Regions from separate parts of the Mus musculus genome. Here regions 1 and 3 are each linked to region 2. The links are chromatin contacts, called in public promoter capture Hi-C maps. All regions are on one chromosome and are shown on one strand. The core of a region is the stretch at or near the end of the contact, and the rest is flanking DNA. Distances in the headings are between cores, read along the strand shown.

Region 1 (3,562 bases), core at 151-2,650, 850 kb before region 2:
GAACTCTCAGAGATGCGCAATGTCCTCAGGTGCCTGAACCCGAGGCACCAAGTGCCAAGTGACTGAACCCAAGAGGAGAACAAGGAGAGAAGAATGGAAAGGCACACATTTTGTTGTTGTTGTTGTGCAAAATAGCCAAGTATATAAATAAAAAGCTCCCTTAATTTCACTTAGTTCCACTCTGCTCCCTTATCCGTGGTGAGCTGCTCGGGATTCTTTTCCCCTTTACATCCTTAAGCCCCATATTTTTCTCTTACTGTTTGGCCGCTTGCTTCTGCCATTTGCCAATATACATAGAAAATCTCTGATTATGCGTACACTTGTATGCGTTTTGTTTGTTTTTTGTTTTTGTTTTTCCAATAGCAGACTCTGGCAAAGAATAGTCTGGAATGGGGCTAGAATAGAGGAAGATCAGTGAGAGACTAGGGAGAGAAGAGTGTGAACTGAGAAACATGTTTGAGACAGACTGAAGAATTTTAATCCAACAGGCTCCAGGGTAAAGAAAAGAAGCAGTGTGCATGCCTTGTGTGTATTTGGGGTGGGGTAGGGTAGAATGAATAGGGGATTAGGAGTATGGGAGACAATGTATTCATCTATACGAGCTATCAAGTTTGAGATGCTCGCAGGTAGGACTGGCTCAGGGGTTCTGGGAATCAGTGATATACAAGAGCGGATGTGTATGAATGAGATGATCCTGACAGGAGAAGTGGAAGCAAACGAGAGCTAGTGCCGAAACAAAACAGAAAATACAGGCCTTACGACAAATTTAGGTTCCAATCTAGCTCTGCCATTTGCCCAAACCGTGACGCTGGATCTCTTGTGAGCTTCAGTGCGTACATCAGCGAAATCAACTAAGACTACCCTCGCTCCGACATTCCCGGAGTCGCTCACCAGGGATGGCAGCTGAGGGCGTCAGAGCAGAAGCCTTTGAAAAGATGCTGGCTTGCAAGCTTTCAGATGGAGGGCAGAGAGATATGGCACGGACCGAGGGAGAAAGCCAGCCTGGAACTAAGTCATCCGGGACGTGGGTGAGAGCCGGAGGGGCCGGAGGGAGGAACCAGCCGTTGTCCGGGCAGGATGAGGCGCGCCGCCTACCTCGGGGGCCACGCCGCCGCCCTCGCTGTAGTTCTCGGAGATGAGCTGGTCGAAGAGCAGGTGAATCTCCATGCGGGACACGGTGCTGTCATCCGGCTGCAGCGCGCGGAGCCTGGCAGACAAGCGGCGGAACCCATCGTCCTGCTCCGGCGACAGTTCCCGCGGGGCCTCTCGCGGCTGCCCACAAGGAAGAGAGGCGGCGACCTGCACCGCCGCCATTTTTCCTCCGTGAGAAAGCCTGGGAAATACTTCCGGGGCACCGCTTGGGGCAGGGCCTGGGTGTGTGCTCCAGTTCCGGAAAGCCATCATTTGAACTGTAGGTTGCAAGTCGTTCTGTGATTAGGATAGGTAAAAGGCAGCAGAAATAAGGCCACCCACCACCCCTTACCCTCTCAGAAAGTTTGCTCTTGGGCAGGGCTGACGTTGCTAGAGTTTCAGATTCTGGCTGGAGTTGGAGAGCACTCTTCTACATGGCAGTGACAGAAAAGTGAGCTATATGGCTTCCTTCTACTCTTGATGTTCTGATAGGACACAAGCTGGAGTTATCACAGAGAAAGGAGCTTCAGTTGGGGAAGTAAGTGCCTCCATGAGATCCAGCTGTGGAGCATTTTCTCAATTAGTGATCAAGGGAGAAGGGCCCCTTGTGGGTGGGACCATCTCTGGGCTGGTAGTCTTGGTTCTATAAGAGAGCAGGCTGAGCAAGCCAGAAGAAGCAAGCCAGTAAGTAACATCCCTCCATGTCCTCTGCATCAGCTCCTGCTTCCTGACCTGCTTGAGTTCCTGTCCTGACATCCTTTGGCGATCAACAGCAATGTGGAAATTGTAACCTGAATAAATCCTTTCCTCCCTGACTTGCTTCTTGGTCATGATGTTTGTGCAGGAATAGAAACCCTGACTAAGACAAAAACTTAACGTATTGACATTAGTAGCTTTTTCACGATTAGGATTAGATAACTGAGAGGAACAGTTTAAAGGAAGGAGGATTTATTATTATTATTATTATTATTATTATTAATTTTTTGGTGCACTATTTTAGGTGGTTTAAGGCTATGCTTGACTGAATCTGCTGCTTTGTAGTAAAGGAGAATGATCGTGACAGCAGGGGTATTTGGTTGAGGCTTCTCACCTAAAGCAACCAGGAAACAACAAGAAACATGTCAAGCCCAGGACAAAATACCCCGTTGACCTATCTCCTCCAGCATGGCCCCTTCTTCCCAAACAGTACAATCAACTATGGACCAGGGAGACGTGTCATATTCAAACCATAACAACCTCCAAGAAAATAACTCAAGAAGTGTTGAGACTTTTACATTAATGATTTATTAAAAGAAACAACTCCTTGTCCCACTCCACTGTGCTGCTTGTAATCTCCATACATGGCCTCCATTTTCAACTGTTTTCTTGGTCACAGAGCTCCAAACAGACACATTTTTTTTTCCAGGTAGAAGCTATAGGAAGAAATGAACAGTAATCAGGGAAGATGGCCTTTGAGAAAATTCTTTGTTGGAGAAATAGATATAAAAATTATACACGAGACCTGCTGTTTTGGGTACCTGGCTACTGCCCAGAGTGCAATGAGAAACATTAGATCTTGATGCTGGAAATCCATAGCACCATCAGAAAGCCAGAAAGCACTACAGGTGGGCTGGATAGATAAATACTCTGAACATGAACACTTTGGTGCTGGGGGCCAGCCCCGGTGGGGTCTTCTTTCTTGTTGGTTCTCCTTGAGGTAGCAGAGGGGGGAAGATCACTGGCGGAGGGTACGACTTTTGTCTTGTGAGATATTTAGGGTTGTAGTATAATAATTAAAAGTTCACTTATGTAAGTCCAAGTTACTGTGCTACTGTAGCTGACCTGCCTTCTATGTTCCTGAGGCCAGAAACTGCAGTCTCTGGCACTTAGCACCTCATCCTAAAACAGCAGGAGATTAAGTAAAGGATTAATTGCTAGAACCTTTTCCCTTTTGTTCAGATGCCTCTTGCTTGTCAGGCTATTGAACAATAAACTTCTATTGAACCAGAAGAGAATAATGCTTGCAGAAGGAAAAACTTTTATATAAGCAAATATGCATAAACTTACGTAAATTCATACACAGAATCACATATGTGCATTTATACACTTCCATTAAAACCAGTTGTGTCCAACTTGCATACATTCTCACAATTACATACTTACACACACATGTCTATACTTACATATGCATTTGGAGCAAAAGACCAAGCACAGGTTTCAGAAAGAACTCACTGATTCTACATGGAAAAAGAGCTCCAATCTTTATTGCATAGGGAAAGAAAACGCTTCTAGCCTTTTAATGCTAAATGAGTTAAACCCAAGTTTGTAAGAAGAAAGCTTTGTTCCTTTATAAGAATAAGCCTGCCTTGCTATTCAGAAAAGACCTGTTCTGTTCCATGGTAAGGAGAAGCCTGCCTGCTCCTTCTGCTCTATGCAGCTTCTTTTTTCCCCT
Region 2 (3,691 bases), core at 898-3,397:
ATCCAGATCTCTCCCAAGACAAGAAGAGGCTCCCTCTACAGAAGTGGCCATCACCGTGGTGGATGGGTGTCTCTGGGAGCTGGCATTGCTTATTTCTCCTCAGTCAACTTTAAAAGGCCTTCCTCATGGAGAGTCAGAACTCTCCTGTCCTTCGGTGTCTGCTCCAGGAGGTCAAGATTGCTCTTGGGGAGCTTCTATCACCATCCCAGGTACAAAGCCTGGCAGACAGTGCCCTGGTGTTTTGAATGAATGAATGAGTGAATGAATGAATGAATGAGTGGGGGGATAGATAGATGGATCTTCATTCTTATGCTCTGCTCCCCTCCCTTTTATTCTCCCCATACTTCCAGTATATTTCAAAACACACCTGAAAGATACTGAAGAAAAGCCACACACAGGGACACCCACAATAGCCTCTGCAAGTATGACTGTGAGTTTAGAATATGGATTCACAGCTATGTGACCTTGGACAGGTCCCACTGCCCTGTTCAATGAAAGGCCTAGTCCTAACACGTGAGCTTGTTTGTTTCTTGATTCTCTCGCCTTTGTTTTCGAAGCTGCCTTCAGACTGGCTTCAAACTCCTAGACTTAAGCAATTCTCCTGCCTTGGCCACCTCTATAGCTGGAACCAGAGCTGTGCGCCACGTCCATCCTAACACACAGCTTCTGGATAGTGATGGGTAAGTGGGTGGGTGGATAGACAGATGCTCTGCTTTCATGGGATGGATCCCAAGCCTGGAACCTCATTTGTGGTCCAAGCAATGAGGTATTGACAAAGGATCCCACTGCAAGCAAAGAAGCTTTGGTTCTGTGGCGTTTGGATCAAGGGATCCTACATTCAATTCCTGATTTCATAATTCAGTCCACAAGCGTTTCTTCTGTGTCCCCTATATACCGGGGGACATGACTGATAATGAGGAAATGACTGAAAATGCCGGAAAACTTGGAAAACACAGGACAAGACAGACAGGGTCCCCGAAAAACCAAAAGGAAAAAAGAAAAAAAAGAAGAGAAAAAAAAGAAAGACAGGGTCCTGGGAAAGGCTTCCCTAAGTAATTGAACTAATCTATGCAAAGTTCTGAGAACACTATCTGGCAAAGAATAGAGGCTCAATTCGCTTTGTCGGATGAATGAATGTATGCATGTAGGAATGAGTATATTTAAGCCGAGAGATAAACAATGTGAAGAAGGCCAGAAGGCAGCGTCCCTAGCAAATGGAGTCGTTGTTCTCAGATGAGGAAAAGCCTCCAAAGAGCACACGGGTCCCTCTGGCCTTCTTCAACTTTTATTAGTCTCGTTTGTTTGTTTGTTTGTTTGTTTGTCTGAGACAGGGAGTTCTTTTGGAGACCTTCAATGTCCTGGAACTTACTCTGTAGACCAGGCTGGCTTTAAGTTCAGAGATCTATCTGCCTGTCTTTGTCTCGCAAGAGCCTGGATTAAAGGCATGTTCTACCACAACCTATTTAATAGTTCCTTATAGGCTCTATATTCTTTGAACTTGTACAAGAGGAGAGCAGAGACTCAAATCTGTCCACAAAAGTTCCAGACAGAATAAATTGCCTATGCAAAAGCAGATACAGGAGAGGGCCACACCTTGAAAGAGCTCAGAAAAAAAAAATCCCAAAACAGCTGGGCACCGCGGCCCATCCGATATTCCCAGCATCCCATCCTGGGAGGCACAGACAAGAGGATCATGGAGTTCAAGGTCTACTTAGGCTACACACCCTCAGCCTATCTCAATACATACATGCATACATGCGCGCGCGCGCGCGCACACACACACACACACACACACACACACACACACACACACACACACACACATACACAAACTAAATCCCACAAGCCCACCTATAAAAGTTTCTGCCTCAACCCAATAGTTTTCTGGTTTGTATTTTCACCCCTGCTGCCTGGACCCTGGAAGTGTCATCCTCCACCATCTCCTGCCTCTGTGAGCTAGGCGGGCAAATCAATTAATTTCTCTGAGTTTTGGAGACTAAAATTGGCCAGAATCGCTACTGTGAAAAGAAGGCGCGAAGGGAGGCCACCATTGGCAATCCCGGCCTCCGAGAGCGGCTTGACTCCTCCGAACACGAGAGGGCGCTGTAGCCGGAGGTTGCCCGGCGCGACATGGATTTAACGCTCCGTCTTTCCGCCTCGGTTCTCCTCCACGTGGGGACGCAGGATGGCGGCGGCGGTGGTGGTAGGTGTACGCGCACGGGGCGGGGATGCCGGGTCTCCGCGTGGGGTACCGAGGCCCGAGGGGAGGGGAGGGGGACTGACAGTCTCGCGGCTTGATTCTGCAGGAAGAGGCGGCGGCAGGCGACGTGCAGCGGCTGCTCGTACAGTTCCAGGATGAGGGCGGTCAGCTGCTGGGCTCCCCGTTCGACGTGCCAGTGGACATCACGCCGGACAAGCTGCAGCTGGTGTGCAACGCGCTGCTGGCCCAGGTGAGCACCCCAAAACGAAGCCACGGTGTTCCGGGGACCCAGCTGCTCACCGACAGTGTCGGTGGCGTGGATCGGCCCCAGGAAAAATGTTCTCCGCGCCGACTCACCTACAGACAGGCTGTGTTTTGAACGCGTCGGATGCAGTGTTTCCGTGACTTCTTGTCACAGCCCAACATAAGCATCCCCATTTTACAGAGATGCCCAGCGGGATTAAATTTGTCGCATGGTGGTATGCAGTAGTTGGGATTGAGCCGACTCCCGCTGAGGGCAGGCATTCATCCCTCCGAGCAGAGTTCCTCTTTACTCTGTTCTTGCCTTCAGGAGGAGCCCCTGCCCCTGGCGTTCTACGTCCACGATGCTGAGATTGTGTCCTCCCTGGGGAAGACGCTGGAGTCCCAGTCTGTGGAGACAGAGAAAATCGTCGATATCATCTACCAGCCCCAAGCTGTCTTCAGGGTCCGGGCTGTGACGCGGTGCACCAGCTCATTGGAGGGTCACAGCGAAGCTGTCATTTCTGTGGCCTTCAGCCCCACAGGAAAGTAAGGACATGGGCAGAATCTTTGGGATGTGGAGGTGTGTCCTCTGACAGGTGGAGAGGACCATCCTGAGTTATTATTCACAGGGTCTTAGGCTGCCTGCCTGTCATAGACTTGGGGTCTGGACTCACGTTGCAAGTAACAGACTTTCTTATTGGGGTTTGGTCCCCAAAGGCTAAGAATAGTACCTGGCTCAGAAGAGCCTATCTTGGTTTGAACTACTCCTTTCCGAAGTCAGGTTTCTGCATCTGTTACTTCCCTATGAATCCTTTCTTGTAGGACTCTAAGAATAAGAACAGTTGAGCCAGGTGGTGGTAGTCCACACCTTTAATCTCAGCACTCAGGAAGCAGAGGCAGGCGGATCTCTGTGAGTTCAAGGCCAGACTGATCTAAATAGTTCCAGAACAGCAAGGGCTACATAGAGAGACTCTACCTCCAACAACAGAAGAATATGAAAAGCTTCAAAAGCTTTTTCTAGAAATTTCCAAGGAGGTAGAGACTAGGCGGGCAGGTCTTTGTGAATTCTAAGCCAGCCTTTTCTACAGAACAAGTTCTAGGTCAGCCAGGGCTAACCAGAGAAACCCTGTCTTTTAAAAAAAAAAAAAAAAGAAAGGTGCGGGGTGGGCTGGAGAGATGGCTCAGGGGTTAAGAGCACTGGTTGCTCTCCTAGAGGGCCTGAGTTCAATTCCCAGCACCCCGTAAGAG
Region 3 (3,559 bases), core at 595-3,094, 790 kb after region 2:
GGGAACAGATATGAGCAATGAACAATGGTTTAATGTAATTGAAGCCTCTCAACCAGTAGAGAACCACCCACTCCATCTCTAGTAACAAGGCTCTTCCTTCACTTGAACCCCATAAAATGAAACCCAAATAATACACAGGAACCCTTGAACACCTCCCCTCATTTGGCCTGCTGCTCTCTGAGATTGATCATAACTTCCCATCACTTCACTTTGAATAAAAATGCCCATGTTACATTTGCAAATCAGTGTAAGCTTTTATTTCAGTTGTTCATATAACAGACAAGGATGAGAAAACACGCAGCCCAGGCACCATCTGCTTGTAACATCTCTCTGCCTGGAGAAGATTAGGGGAGAACTTCCAGCTTTGGCTGTCTCTTAACTCAGGTGTGAAGGTTCAAGGCTGCAGAATTTGAGACTTCTGGTCAAGGATCTCCATGTACTCACTGACCCACTTCTGTGTGGGGTCTACACAGAGAGACATACCCTGCTTGGTCTGGAAACTGTGGAGAGATGGAAGGTTCAGAAATAGTGCTCAGAGCATGGCCCACAGCTCGACAGACCCCATTCACTCTTGCTCCAGAGGTGAAGGAGCTGCTTGGCAGGAGGGGAGGATGAGGAAGGGGTGGAAGGGAGAACCCTGAGGAGGAAGCCCTGATCTTGCTGCCCTACTTGAAGCTTTCTCATCTATTGTGGAAAGGAACTGGGGAAAATCCCTCTGAGCTCCTGGAAAATTACAGATTTCTTCTCTTCCAGTCAGTCTCCCTATGTGGGTAAGGCGTGGTCCAGATAAGAGGCTGTATTTGTTTGACTCACTCATCTGTGTGTCCTGACCACTCTCCCTTGACTCTGACTGGGTTTTCTGGGCAGGAATCACTTACACCACAGCTTCCATGGGGCACTGGATATTGTTGATTCTCTCGTAGCTTTTCAGCACCCGAAGGGGGATCTTCAGCTTTAGTACATGAAAGCAGCAGGTGACTGGAGCCTTATCTGGAAGCCATTTTGTAAAGAAAGAGGGTTAGGGGACATCTCAGAGTCCTCTCATAAGGGAAGATGAGGGTTGGGCTGCACCTAGGAGTCACTGTTCCCAAGTTTTGTATCTAGGGTCTAGTGACAGAATATGTCTTAGGAGTCAGTGTCCTCTGTTGAACCACAGGATTCCTCACTGATGACTGTTTATCATGAGATCTCTTTGACTGATCCCATACTTCTGACACAGGAAAGTAAGTCCCAAGAACTCGCTGTCCATCACCTTGCTGCTGTGGGCTTAGAATCAACCTATTTTATTTTTTAATCTAGGAAGCCCCTCAGTGTACAAATATCCACATATGGTTCTGGAAGCCACTCTGGATCAAGATCCCAAAGCACTTCTTCAAGACATCATCCCTATCACTCCCCTATTGCTTGTGATGTCCTTCTCACCACAGCCACTTCTGGGCCATCTCCTCAAACAAGGAGAGGGCAGTATCGGTAGTGGCTGCATGCAGCATCGTGTCCCAGGGCTGATGTCATGAGACATCACAGGGCCTGGCCTCAGTGCTCTAAACACTCACTGCTGGTTCTGCCTAGCTTTGACACACTGGCTTTTGGCTAACTTCTTCCATACTCTCAGTCTGTCCATCTTAAAATTGCAGATCATACAGCAGCTCTGGGATGCCTTGTGCTCAGATGTTAGTGCCTGCTAAACCATTTCCCTTAGGAAAGGAGATACCTTACCTGGCCCAGTCAGCTTCTCTGGGCTGACAGGGACAGCTATGAGCAGCAGGCAAAGAAGCACTGCGTAGATCTTCATGTTGAAGGCAAAGATTTTGGAGTGAAGGCTAGCGTCCTCTCAATCTAACTCTGCTAGTCTGGAGGCTCTAATCTGCCTTTTATAGGGAGCAGGGAATCTGCAGATAGAGTTGTGCCTAATGGGAAATGAAAGCAAGATCTTTGTTATGCTGAATAGTCATCAGATCATGAGATGATTTCCCGGCAGCTGGAAGGCAGCTCAGCAAGAATAAGATGCTAAAATCTTTGGCTAACTTAGACTATGAGACAGAAACTTTGAAGGGCAAGCATCTGAAACCAGCAGCATGGAGGAAGCAGTCCCACTGGATCAGGGATTCTGAAACATAGAAATGAAAAACATCTGTATAGAAGAAAGACTAGAAACCAAGGTTACCATGGAGTAAAGAGAGGTTAGATGCTTCCTTTTGGAGGGTGCTAGGAGACCAGAGAAAGGCCTAAGTCTGGTCCCTTTTACACTAGGCTTTTGCAACCCTAAGGCAGGTGGGTTTTTCAAAACCCAGATGGGCTCCAAAGAACCCTGAAAACATGATAGACTCAAGTCTCCTTCTCTTCCGTCTCCTCTTCCTTTTTCTTCTATTACTAGGAATTTTACATGTTAGCCAGAACCTTGCACATGACAGCCAAGTAAGTATTCTACTACTAAATGGCAGCTATACCTCAGCCCTTCTTTTGTAGTTAGTATTCTAGATGAGGATTAAGTAGATCTGGCTCTTCCAAATTTACTTTGTCCCCAGGCCGTCCTTGTTGTATAATTCTCCCATATCAGTCTGAAAAATGCTGTAATAACAGAGTTTCTCTACTATGTCTGGCCTAGCCTGAAAGTCCTGGAGAACTGGGCACCACGTGTGGATTCTGGAGGGGCAGGGATCCTGCAGCGGGTGGCATCCTGCAGGAGCATAGCTCTCTACATCACAGAGCTGTTTTCTTGCAGAATCCTTAATGTATGTATGACTTTTGTCTGGGAACTTCAATCACAATAACTCTGTTGGCCAAGCATCCTGTTCAATGTGTTTGGAGGCCAAATAGTGTTATGCTCAGTCTCATTCCTCGTCAGTGTAAGCAAAGATTCCTGACTAGTAGGCAGGAAGAACATCCTCAAGTGAGGGATATAGTTAGTAAAGCCACTCAGAATTAAATCTCTGAATTATATCCAATCTATTAAGCCACCATGAGCTAATGGCTAATATTTTATGATTTTTCTGGGTTTTGACCTCTGTCAGCTACAACATTTAAATGCAACACACAGTAGTACATTATATCTAAAGTTATAACAAGCAAGAAGACACCATGACCTAAAACAAACAAACAAACAAACAAACAAACAAACACAAAAAACCCCAACAACAACAAAAACAACCCAAAGAAACCAAAGCAAGCAAGGCCAAACTCCTCAGTATGTCATGAGTCATCACACTCCTTAATCCAAGTGATTATTTTCCCTGTGTCTACAGAGTCTTTTTCCGAAATGAAGACTTGTTTCAGACAAGGTTTGAAGTGTGAGAAGGCAAACAGACATAAGAAAGCATGATGGACTAAGGGCATGGCTTACTAATTTGAACCTTCCCTGCAGACATGATTTATCACACTGTTTGTCACTTAGAAAATATTAAAGAGAATTTCAAATGCCTAAGACAGTTTTCAAAATATCTAAACATGAAAAGAAATGATTTAAGAAACATTGAAACGGAGAATTGGGAATGTTGTTGGACTCAAGCTTAGGCACTTACAATACCCAACTGTCGTCGTAAGTGAAGAAGAACACGAGTCA

What was found. Promoter capture Hi-C pulls out the DNA fragments that hold promoters and counts their contacts. Capture Hi-C pulls out chosen DNA fragments and counts their contacts.
Region 1: a contact with region 2 is called in a promoter capture Hi-C map of liver, with 2.0 times the contacts expected there. The contact joins the promoter of Heatr6 here to the promoter of Nle1 in region 2. A contact is called at or near these places in 1 of 39 promoter capture datasets (hippocampal neurons) and 2 of 9 other capture datasets (liver and pancreatic islet).
Region 3: a contact with region 2 is called in a promoter capture Hi-C map of the SN4741 cell line, with 2.5 times the contacts expected there. The contact joins the promoter of Ccl8 here to the promoter of Nle1 in region 2. A contact is called at or near these places in 5 of 39 promoter capture datasets (the 3T3-L1 cell line, the SN4741 cell line, hippocampal neurons and 2 more) and 1 of 9 other capture datasets (macrophages).

The regions. Positions count from the first base shown.
Region 1 is chr11:83,751,475-83,755,036 of GRCm38.p6, reverse strand. It overlaps Heatr6 (HEAT repeat containing 6), which reads right to left and starts at 1,400. Exons shown (of 20, transcript NM_145432.3): 1 at 1,096-1,400. The coding sequence starts at 1,314. It overlaps Wfdc21 (WAP four-disulfide core domain 21), which reads right to left. Exons shown (of 3, transcript NM_183249.2): 3 at 2,391-2,543.
Region 2 is chr11:82,906,851-82,910,541 of GRCm38.p6, reverse strand. Nle1 (notchless homolog 1) reads left to right here and starts at 2,147. Exons shown (of 13, transcript NM_145431.2): 1 at 2,147-2,203; 2 at 2,307-2,450; 3 at 2,772-2,989. The coding sequence starts at 2,186.
Region 3 is chr11:82,113,470-82,117,028 of GRCm38.p6, reverse strand. It overlaps Ccl8 (chemokine (C-C motif) ligand 8), which reads right to left and starts at 1,844. Exons shown (of 3, transcript NM_021443.3): 1 at 1,717-1,844; 2 at 879-990; 3 at 230-500. The coding sequence starts at 1,792. The coding sequence ends at 395.